Linked DNA regions of Mus musculus: all the other regions are linked to region 1. Evidence: chromatin contacts called from public Micro-C and promoter capture Hi-C data. All regions are on one chromosome and are shown on one strand. Each heading gives the region's core, a stretch centred on a gene start, on an enhancer-like site or on the middle of the called end of the contact. The rest is flanking DNA. Distances are from core to core; before and after follow the strand shown.

Region 1 (2,992 bases), core at 206-2,705:
GAGGGGGGGGGTGAAGGGTGGAACATTCTTCCCTCTCTCAGCGCATCCTGAAAGCAGGCAGTAGCGCCCGGGGGGGGGGGGGAGGCACTATTGGAAAGTGGGGTCCCTATAGTGGAGTGGGAAAAAAGAAACCAGAAACTAAGAGAAAGAAGTGCCTGTGTAAATAAGGTGTGCGCGGAGAGGACACCTTGGATTCCTGGGTATCTCCGCCGGCTTCCTAAGGGTTAACCCCTATAGACCCCCGGGAACCCCCTAGTGACGTCAAGAGTGAGTCGGAGACGTCTGTCCGGCGGGGATGCCCAGAGAGATAATGGAGGGGGGTCCTTCTGAACCCCGCCCCCCTAGGGTAAATCACCCGCGTTCACGAACTTTCTTCCCAGAAGAAAACTGCCCATCTTTTCTCCCCGTACTGGAAGGAAAGACCTATACCATAAAGTCCCTGGTTCTCCGGATGCCCCAAACCCTCGGCCTCTACGGAGTTTCCTTTCCTTGATGCTGTTCCCAAAGCTAACTGTCCTGGGTTGATTGTTTCAGGGTCATGGGGCCTGAAAGAGGATTCAGAGCGGGGAGCAAGGGCAGGCAGGGTGGTCTGAGCCAGAGGAGGGGCCTCGGTCCCCAGATCCCGCTTGGGCGGGGGGCCAACAGGGATACACAAGCTGGCAGTAGCCAGTGGTCCCGCTCTGCCCCAGTAGGGGTCTCCCGGCGCCTGGCTTCAGCTGCCCCGGTGGTCCTGAGGTCAGAGGGTCAAAACAAGGTCTCCCCAGCTCTTCCTCTTCCTCGGGGGCCCTGCCCACAGTCTTTGGGAACTCAGAAGTCCAGAATTCCTAGGGATTTTCTACGGCCTACACCGCATGTTAGGAAACCCACCCAGCCTCCTCCCGAGTCCAAACCCACTCCTTTGCCCCTAAACCCCATGTGCACATCTGTCACAGCCACAGGTCAGGAGTCCAATCCCAGCCCGGCCCTCAGGGGTTCTGTTGCCTGGCACACCGCTACTCCCACCCCACTGAGCGCTCCCTTCTTTTGCGGTGGGTCCCGTCTTAGAAACACTGACGTCTTCCAACGGCGCTCAGAGACGCACCTGGAGTTCCCTCTACCACGCAGACCTCCAGCTGGCCGTCCCAACTGCTTCTTCATCCCAACCTCAAGAAAGGGAGAGATTTCTAGTATGTGGGAGAGGCGCGGACAAAGAGACCTGGGACAGACACAGATTGTCAGAAAAAAAGAAGGGGATGCAGAGAAAAGAAGGCACAAATTAAAGCAAAACAAGAAAACACCCAAACTTCCTAATTGCTCTCCCCAAACTCTCCCAACCCCATATTGCCTCTGAGCCCCAGGTCTCCTTCTGGGATAGGGTGAGTCCCTAGGCGTCAGAGCATCTCCTCAGCCCCTCCCCCATCGCTCCCAGGTGGTCTCCCGCCTGCCCCCCTCTCACCTCCGTCGGGGCGCGGTGCTCGGGATGCGTGGTCCAGGGCTGGAAACTGGGCTGGGGGGGGGGGGAGGTGTGTGGCGGGGAGGGGGGTCACAGGGCCACTGCAGCGCAGCTTCAGTGCCACCCCACCCTCCCAACCTGGCCCCCAGCCCTCCCGCCGGCCCAGCCCGCCGGGCCTCGAGCCGGGACCACCCGCGAGAAGCGCAAACTTTTTTTTTCCCCTTTGCAAAAACTTTTTCTCGCTGTTGCCACCCGCACGCTACGGCTCTTCCCGCTCACTTCCCTCGTATATCCTTCCTTCGGACCGTTCTAGAAGATGAGCTGGGTGGATAGAAGCTAGAGAGGGGGTGCCGGGCTTATGGCACCCCCAGGACCCCCAGGATCCTCCCCCTCCCTTGAGGGACCCTATACTGCCTACTACCCCCCCCCCCGCCCGAACACGCTGCTCTTGGTGGACAGTAAATCCCGGCGCGGATCCCTGGATCGGCTGTCCACGAAGAGGCTCTGAACCAGAGCCAGGAAAACATTGAGGAAAATATTGCGCGGCGGGAGAGGGAGGGGGGAAAGCTCACCCAGAAAGTTAAACCAGAAGCCTCGGTCTTCGGCTTCATTGGTCGTAACTGAGCTTTCCCCATGTCGTGGTCTGTAGGCCAGCCTCACTCTTTGGATGGAACGTGGAGCATTTGGAGAGTTGGGGTTTGGGAGAAAGAAGTTGGGTTGACTGATGTAGAGGAGGGGAGGGGGTGCGACCTATGGAACATGAAGGAAGAACACGGGCTAGAGTTCTAAGTGCAGAATGTGCATTCACAGATCACTGAGGACAGTGGTGCTCTGTGTAGAGTACCTCTCTGGAGAAACTCCGTTCTCCATCTCCAAATTCTGGACGCAGTTGCCACCTCCACACCTCTCTCTTTAAGGCTTTTCGCGCCCTCTGCTGGTCGTCCTAGCACATGGCACCCCTCGGAGTGGAAATGATTGCACTGGCGAACTTAAGGAAATTTGACAGGTTCCTGTCCCCAAAGCCCAATCGGATGCCCAGGGAGCTGCGTGAGCTCAAAGAAACAGAAGGGCACGCCAGGGAAGATTGCGAGCCCCTTGGGTAGTTCGTGATAGGGGAGTACCCTGTCTCTTTGAATCTGTGTTACCATGGTGACTGGACACAGAGAGAGGGCCTCTATTTCAGTTTCCCACCTGAGAAAGACTCAAAAGCATGGCGGGGTGGGGAGAGAGAGTCTTCCCTTAAACAGATCTCTCAGGCCATAGCGCTGTTTTTAAACCACCTTCTTGGCTCTGCAAAGTAAGTGTTTTTTGTTTGTTTGTTTTTTGTTTTTAAATTAAGATGGGCCAAGCAGTGGTGGCATACACCTTTAATCCCAGCACTCGGGAGGCAGAGGCAGGCGGATTTCTGAGTTCGAGGCCAGCCTGGTCTACAGAGTGAGTTCCAGGACAGCCAGGGCTACACAGAGAAACCCTGTCTCCAAAAAAAAAAAAAAAAAAAATTAAGATGAAGACAGGGACACATATGAGACCTAACAAGTGCAAGGAGTCACAGTAGAAACA
Region 2 (3,134 bases), core at 470-2,969, 270 kb before region 1:
TCAGGGTCTCTCTGCATCTTGGGGAATTAACCATATGTGTCAGGGAGCACACATCTGTGGAAGCAGTGGGTCTGAGCAAGGATGAGATGAAGGGGTCAGATAAAAGTGGAGAAAGCAAGCAAGTACATGAAAGGGCTTACCCTTACCTGTGTGTTTCTGTTAATAGCCAGACATGAGCAAGAGATTCCAAACTGGAAGATGAAGACCAAACCTAGGATGATCATATACTGAGAAGAAGTTAGGGCAAAAAGACCTGTTTTCCATTTAAAATACCTCATTCAGGGAGACAGACAGACAAAGCTGTGTGGTAGCCAGCCTAGTGTGAGCTCCAAGCTAGGACTACATAGCATAGGCCCAGTTTCTGTCTTTAAAATCTCACCACTGTAATTCTAACTGCGATGTGGCAGGCAAGGGGGCAGAGTTCAAGGCCCTTCTCTGTTCACAAACTGCACTTTTTATCAAGTTGGGGGAAAACCGTCAACTTGTGTGGGTTACAGAGTAAGAACAAAGAGACGTGTTTGAGGTCCCCTGGTCCCCTTCCCAGGAAAAGCCCGCTCAGGCCCCAATCACTAAGGCCAGGATACAAAGAAGAGCAGCACTTGATGGTGGTTCGCGGCGCCCACCAGTCCTGCCACCGCGATGAGGAGAAGGAAGACTCCCACAGCAATGACTCCTCCAATGATGTGAATGCTAGACACCACACCGAGGCCCTTGCCCCAGGCAGCCACGCCAATGAGCAAAAAGCCCACAAGCTGCAAGAAATAGAAAGAATACACTTTATTCAGCCTGATGTGGTGGCTCATACCTGCAACCGCAGCACAGCGAAGTTCCAGGTTAGTCTGTGCTAGCTAGCTCGCTATACAGTGAGACCCGGTCATCGCCAAAGATTTCTAGCAATGCAGCACAGCCCAAGGCTATATTACAAGGGGACGTGGACTTGACAAGCTAAGCGCTTGAGGTGTGCAGTCAGTACTGTTCATCTCTAAGCGCACTTCCCAAGCAACTGGGAATGACTGAGAGAGAGTAGGGCAGGGTAAGTAGGTACCTAACACACAAATGGAAGCCTTGGCGTTGTCTAGTAACTCTAGTTTGGGAAGAAACTGGAGCAGAAAGTGAAGACTGGAACTATAGGCCCTCAGTCTCCAATCCACCCCTGCCCACCACCAAACAAGCCCCCTCATCACCGGAAGTCTATCTATCCTCTTCCACGGAAGTACCCAGGAATTCCCTCTTCGCCGGAAGTTTCTGGGAAGCTTCCCAGAACCCCCAGTACACCCCTCTCCACGCCGGAAGTCCCCTAGAAACTCCCCCATTCTTTCCGCCCCGGAGATTTATCCATTTCCAAAACCTCACCATATAAACCACGTTGAGAGCGCACAGCGCATTCCTGGAACAGGCAAATCCGCCGCAAACCATCTCCCCAGATCTGGGGACCCAAATGGTCCCAAGACTTGTGGGGAGGGTATCGAGGACCGTCTTGTAGGACTCCCAACCGCGTCTATCGCTTTAAATCCAAGCCACCCAAACCAATTCTCTGCGCCTGCACCGTCCCACCCCTGCTTCTGGATTGGTGAAACTCGTGGCTAATCCAAGACATCCAGGACTTCAATGCCAATCAATCTGCATTACGTCACCAGCCTGCCTCCCAGTCTTGCCCTTAGTTTCTTCATTGGAGGAAACTTAAAAAAAAAAAAAAAAGAAGAAGAAGAAGAGGAAGGCGAAAGAAAGAAAGAAACCGAGGCCAGGGTTTCTAGACAGTGTCTTAGAGACCAGAAGCTAACTAAAAAAAAAAAAAAAAAATCTTGGATTCCTGAGTACGGAATTTCGAGACTAGGAACCCGAGGAGATACTCAGGAGACTCAGGTGAACAGAAAAAAGGGGTTTCGTAGAGGTGAGAGGAAGGGGCTCTGCACCTCTAAAGGTAACCCTTTTCCGCCGATTTCCCGTGTTTCCCGATGATCTCACGTTGGTGCCATCGTTTCACTGTTATACTCTGGAACAGTCATACTCTGGAACAGCACGAGGAGCCAAATGCACTATGAAGCCCAGCTAGAGAGGATCCAAGTCGGGCGTAGCATTAGCGGGCAAATCCTCACGCATTTGTTAACTGTGTTTGCTAGTACTCACGTTCCGTTCTGCATCCCTTTCCCTGCAGTGTGGACACGCCAGAAATTCAGGTGGAAACAGTGACTTGAGGCCGGCGCATTCCTGTTCGTGACAAAACCACAGGCACAGACGCTGGTGTGCTCTACATCTTTAGAACACAAACGTGCTGGATCAGGCTTGGCACATGACGCAAAGTGGGGGCGAGTCTGGAATATGAATAAATAAGAGCCTCCATACTGTCTCTTTTTAAATTTTTATTTTTATTTTATGTGCATTGGCGGGTTTGCCTGCATGTATGTCTGTGTGAGGATGTCGTATCCCAGGAAATGTAGTGTACCCCAGGAAATGTAGTTGCAAACAGTTGTAAGCTGCCATGTGGTTGCTGGGAATTGAACCCAGGTCCTCTGGAAGAACAGCCAGTGCTCCTAATCACTGAGCCATCATCTCTCCAGCCCGGAGGCTCAATACTTTCACTCCAGTGGGTGGCTGGTCGATAACGTTATTGCATAAGCGTTTGGATACAGTGCCCTTTTAGTGGAGTGACAAACGACACTACCTTTCTCTTCCTCCTGGGCAAAGAAGCAGCTGTGGTAGGAATGAAGCCAGAGAATGCTCCCATCAGCTCCACACAGTGATTCGAGCCCACGTGTGCTCACACCCTGTGACTGCCAACAGTCTATCCGTGCTGCAGTCAAACTGCATGGGTTTGAACTTTCTGGCTCACCATCTGCACCGGCCAGGTACTTAAATCCCCTATATCTTCTTCATCTGTCAAAGAGGGAAAGACGGCCATGCAACACACCTAGCAATACTTCTTTAACAAATTCAAGATGGTCATGTGGACTAAATGAGTTAGGATATATAAGATGCTTGAATCAGTACCCAGTAGCTAGCAACGCTCAGTTATTACTGTTTAGTCCATTTTTAAAGATTTATTTATTATTATAATTAAGTACACTGTAGCTGTCTTCAGACACACCAGAAGAGAGTGTCAGATCTCATTACGGGTGGTTGTGAGCCACCATGTG
Region 3 (3,058 bases), core at 154-2,653, 410 kb before region 1:
CCTTCACAGGGAATCATAGTTCATTCTCCGCCCACACTCACGGTGCTTTCAAGTGACTGGCCACCCTGCAGAGTTCCAGCCTCAATTTTCACCACCTCAGTTTTCCAAAATGATCGCCCACTCTGTTCATCCCTCCCCCACCAGCACCACACTCCGTCCTCCCTCCCACTGAGACACCTAGCAGGCTGACCCCCCACCCTGCCTCCAGTTCAAGTCCACCTGCAGCCAAGGCCCCCAGAGGAGCCCTCCTCCCAAAGCCTGCAGGACTCATTATCCAAACTATTCATCCCCAGGTAATTACGCACTGCCTGTGACTCTCTTCTGTTTAGCCTGGAACGGGGCTTTAAAACTGCCTGTGCAGCTTGATCCAACTCCTGCTTCATCACAAGGCTGTCTAACGGCTGTTTCTCCCTCTCCACAGTGCCTAGGAGGTAGACAATAGATGCTAGATGTATGCAATGGTTGATTTTTCTTCCCACATACAGTGTCCTCAAACAGCCAGAGCTGATGAGAATAGTAAGCACCTGTTTTAGAACTCTGGCTAACAGAATTCTCCCACAGGCCAGTTCTCTCCTAGGCCCTCAGGATCCAAAGCAGGCACCCGGGGCTTCAGCCGGTTGCTCTGAGACACTGCTGTCCACAGAGGCTGCTGGCCCACCTCTGAAAGGAGACCCCAGTCCCGCGAGGGTTTCTGACTTGGTGATACGTTTTCCTTGCCTCTCTCTGGTCCCCAGCCCAAGGAACTATCCCAAGTACGGACCAAGGGTAAACCCTGAACTGTGTGACAAGTCCCTAGCTGAGGCCACTCCTGCCCAGCTTGCCCCTGGTCAAAGGCACCCAGGAGAGCCCCTGCCCTTGGGAGAGAAAGAAGACACTGCACCTTTAAGTCTGCAGCCGGTTGAGAAAAACAAGCTGTGATTTATATAAGCGGGAAAATCATGTGATTTGCAGGAACGCTGCCTCCTCCCCGGCCCCCGCCCGTCGCCTTTGAGCCCGTCCCAAAGGGCTGGGGCGCGGCCGGAGCTGGGCTGCAGGGGCGTGGGGTGCGGGCGGGGCGCTGGGCATAAAGCTGCCCCGGGACCTCTGGGTGGCTCTGCCCTGTTTCCGACGCTGGACCTGGGCGGCGGCAGCCCCTCGCGCCGTGGAGTTTGGTCCCCAGATAGCCTCAGGGAGCGCAGACCCCTGGCGCTGCCGCTCCTTCTGCGACCCGACACTGAGGTCGCACAGAACAACCTCGGTCCCCAAGCCAACTCGGCCTGCCCCCATCAAGCCAAAGTGTGGCTTGAGACACCGAAGCTGTTCGCAACTTCTCCCAGAAAAAGGAAAACCCGGGCCCCACACACTGGTTTCTGTGTCCCAAAACACCCAGCAGGGGGCGGGGAAGAGAGAGCATTTTGGGAAATGGTTGGGAAAGGGCATGATGAAAGCCATTCCCACAGCTGAGATTGGTAGGGAACGGGCCACCAGGCCACCAGCTTTCGGGGAGAAAACAAAACAATCCCCTGGTGTGGCCCTTTCAGACAAAACTGAAGAAGAAAGATGTCCTGAGAAATCTTAAAGAGAGGCAGTGTCTCTGTGTGGAGCCCACACCCACGCGCAAGTTCAGTCTGACTGCTCCAAGAACAAGGAAGGGCGTCACTCCTTCGTGGAAAGGGGCGGGCAAGGCCACAATCGCAAGTAGGAGAGAGGACACACATCCAAAACCAAGCCGAAGAGAAGTGGAGGGCTTTCTCGGGAGAAGAGAGAGGGAGGGAAAGACGGGCATCTCTCAGTACATAAACCACAAAGACCGGCTCCCAAAGGACCCCAGAAAGGATGCCATGGTCTTTGAAAAGTAACCAAGGCCAGACATGCACCACAGCCTCTCTATTCTATTTAACTTCCCCCTGGCAGGGGATAGACGACTTTTAGGATCGGTGGCTTCTCCTGCAGAATAAACGCGATGCTAATGAACAACTTGGTGACATACAGATCATGACCTCAGACTCCAGCCTAGGTCAGCCGGAGCCTGCCCTCTGCAGCCAGAGGCCAACTGAGCAAATTTTCTGTACCACGCTCCCACCTCTGCTGTACCCCACGCAGGGTCTTTAGGCTGAGTTCATAAGGCACCCGGTGTCCTGACTGCCACGGGAAGCAGACTCATCCTGGTGAGCAAATGTTTGGGGTTGTTCTATAAAACCCAAAGAAAAACCACAGTAAGTAACAGTATTCCAGAAGGTTCTAGATGTGCACACTTTGCCTTCAAATACTAACGCCATTCATCCAGTGTGTGTGCTTGGCACAGAGCTGGACGGTGGGGGTCCAATGAAAGGGCAGCCCCTCCCTGAGCCTGGATGCTGCCTCACAGAAAGAGGCAAAGAAAGACGTTTCTGTCCTCCCCTGGGCAGCCAGCCCACCCAGGCCCTCCCAGCCCACCCCACCACCCCCAGCAGGTGTTGCCCCCATTCCTGCTCTGTGTGCCTTATGGTTTCTGCCAAGAGCCAATCCTATCAGAAGGCTCTAACTCCCTAGGGTTTGGGCAGTGGTTATAAGAGGTACCCTAAAGATCTCTCCAGAAAGTGAGATCAGAGATGGCAGCCTCCTGATTCCCTCCCCAAATGATAAAGCCAGCAAGTGAGAGTTTGGGGCCCACTTGGATCTCCCCCCCCCCACCTTGTGTTCTCTCCCCACCCCCACCCCACCCTCTGTCTCTCCCTCCCTCCCTCCTCTTCTTCTTCCTCTCTCTCTATTCTCTGGTGTAGCCTTCCAGCATCCAGGACTGCTCCTCTCAAAGCTTCCTGAGCCAAGGATTTGCCCAGCTTACATACAGCTCAACTGCCCTCTGATCTCTGGGGTGCTGAACCCCCTTAGCCCTGCACAGATTCCTCCTGGATCACCCACCGGTCTCTTCTGTTGCTGTAAGATTTGCTGACTGCAGGTGCTCCACCATCCACCATTAAGTACAATTCTGACCACTGCTCCCGTGAGCCCTCCTATACGTATCAGTCAGTCTCTGCCTTATTCTTGGGGCTATTCAAATATTTCCCATATTCAAATATCTCTCCTATTTCAAGCTCCC

What was found. Promoter capture Hi-C pulls out the DNA fragments that hold promoters and counts their contacts. Hi-C and Micro-C count contacts between places; a contact is called where the count stands out from the background.
Region 2: a promoter capture Hi-C map of embryonic stem cells shows a contact between it and region 1, with 2.0 times the contacts expected there. The contact joins the promoter of A730063M14Rik here to the promoter of Gli1 in region 1. A contact is called at or near these places in 11 of 39 promoter capture datasets (the C10 cell line, the HPC-7 cell line, cranial neural crest and 6 more), 4 of 15 datasets of contacts at CTCF or cohesin (CD8 T cells, embryonic stem cells and pro-B cells), 27 of 484 Hi-C or Micro-C datasets (B cells, CD8 T cells, CD8 central memory T cells and 8 more), 17 of 115 datasets of contacts at active chromatin or transcription factors (the 230-238 cell line, CD8 T cells, the SCID.adh cell line and 5 more) and 4 of 9 other capture datasets (adipose tissue, embryonic stem cells, liver and 1 more).
Region 3: a contact with region 1 is called in a Micro-C map of embryonic stem cells, with 1.8 times the contacts expected there. The contact joins the enhancer-like site here to the promoter of Gli1 in region 1. A contact is called at or near these places in 2 of 39 promoter capture datasets (pre-B cells and stem cell-derived epiblast-like cells), 1 of 15 datasets of contacts at CTCF or cohesin (embryonic stem cells), 18 of 484 Hi-C or Micro-C datasets (the Ba/F3 cell line, the G1E-ER4 cell line, the N1E-115 cell line and 3 more), 2 of 115 datasets of contacts at active chromatin or transcription factors (embryonic stem cells and memory CD8 T cells) and 1 of 9 other capture datasets (embryonic stem cells).

Annotation. Positions count from the first base shown.
Region 1 is chr10:127,340,124-127,343,115 of GRCm38.p6, forward strand. Gli1 (GLI-Kruppel family member GLI1) reads right to left here and starts at 1,456. Exons shown (of 13, transcript NM_010296.2): 1 at 1,436-1,456; 2 at 1,082-1,195.
Region 2 is chr10:127,068,762-127,071,895 of GRCm38.p6, forward strand. A730063M14Rik (RIKEN cDNA A730063M14 gene) reads left to right here and starts at 1,720. Exons shown (of 2, transcript NR_040660.1): 1 at 1,720-1,863; 2 at 2,156-2,340. Tspan31 (tetraspanin 31) reads right to left here and starts at 1,500. Exons shown (of 6, transcript NM_025982.4): 1 at 1,354-1,500; 2 at 585-752; 3 at 147-227. The coding sequence starts at 1,416.
Region 3 is chr10:126,927,383-126,930,440 of GRCm38.p6, forward strand. No RefSeq gene overlaps it. Among named protein-coding and RNA genes, the nearest start is that of Gm30456, 6.3 kb to the right of the region's middle. Within about 2 kb of position 1,404, at least 236 of the 459 cell types and tissues checked have an H3K27ac peak or open chromatin away from gene starts, as enhancers often do. A contact at or near this core is called in the N1E-115 cell line and embryonic stem cells, where this site is marked.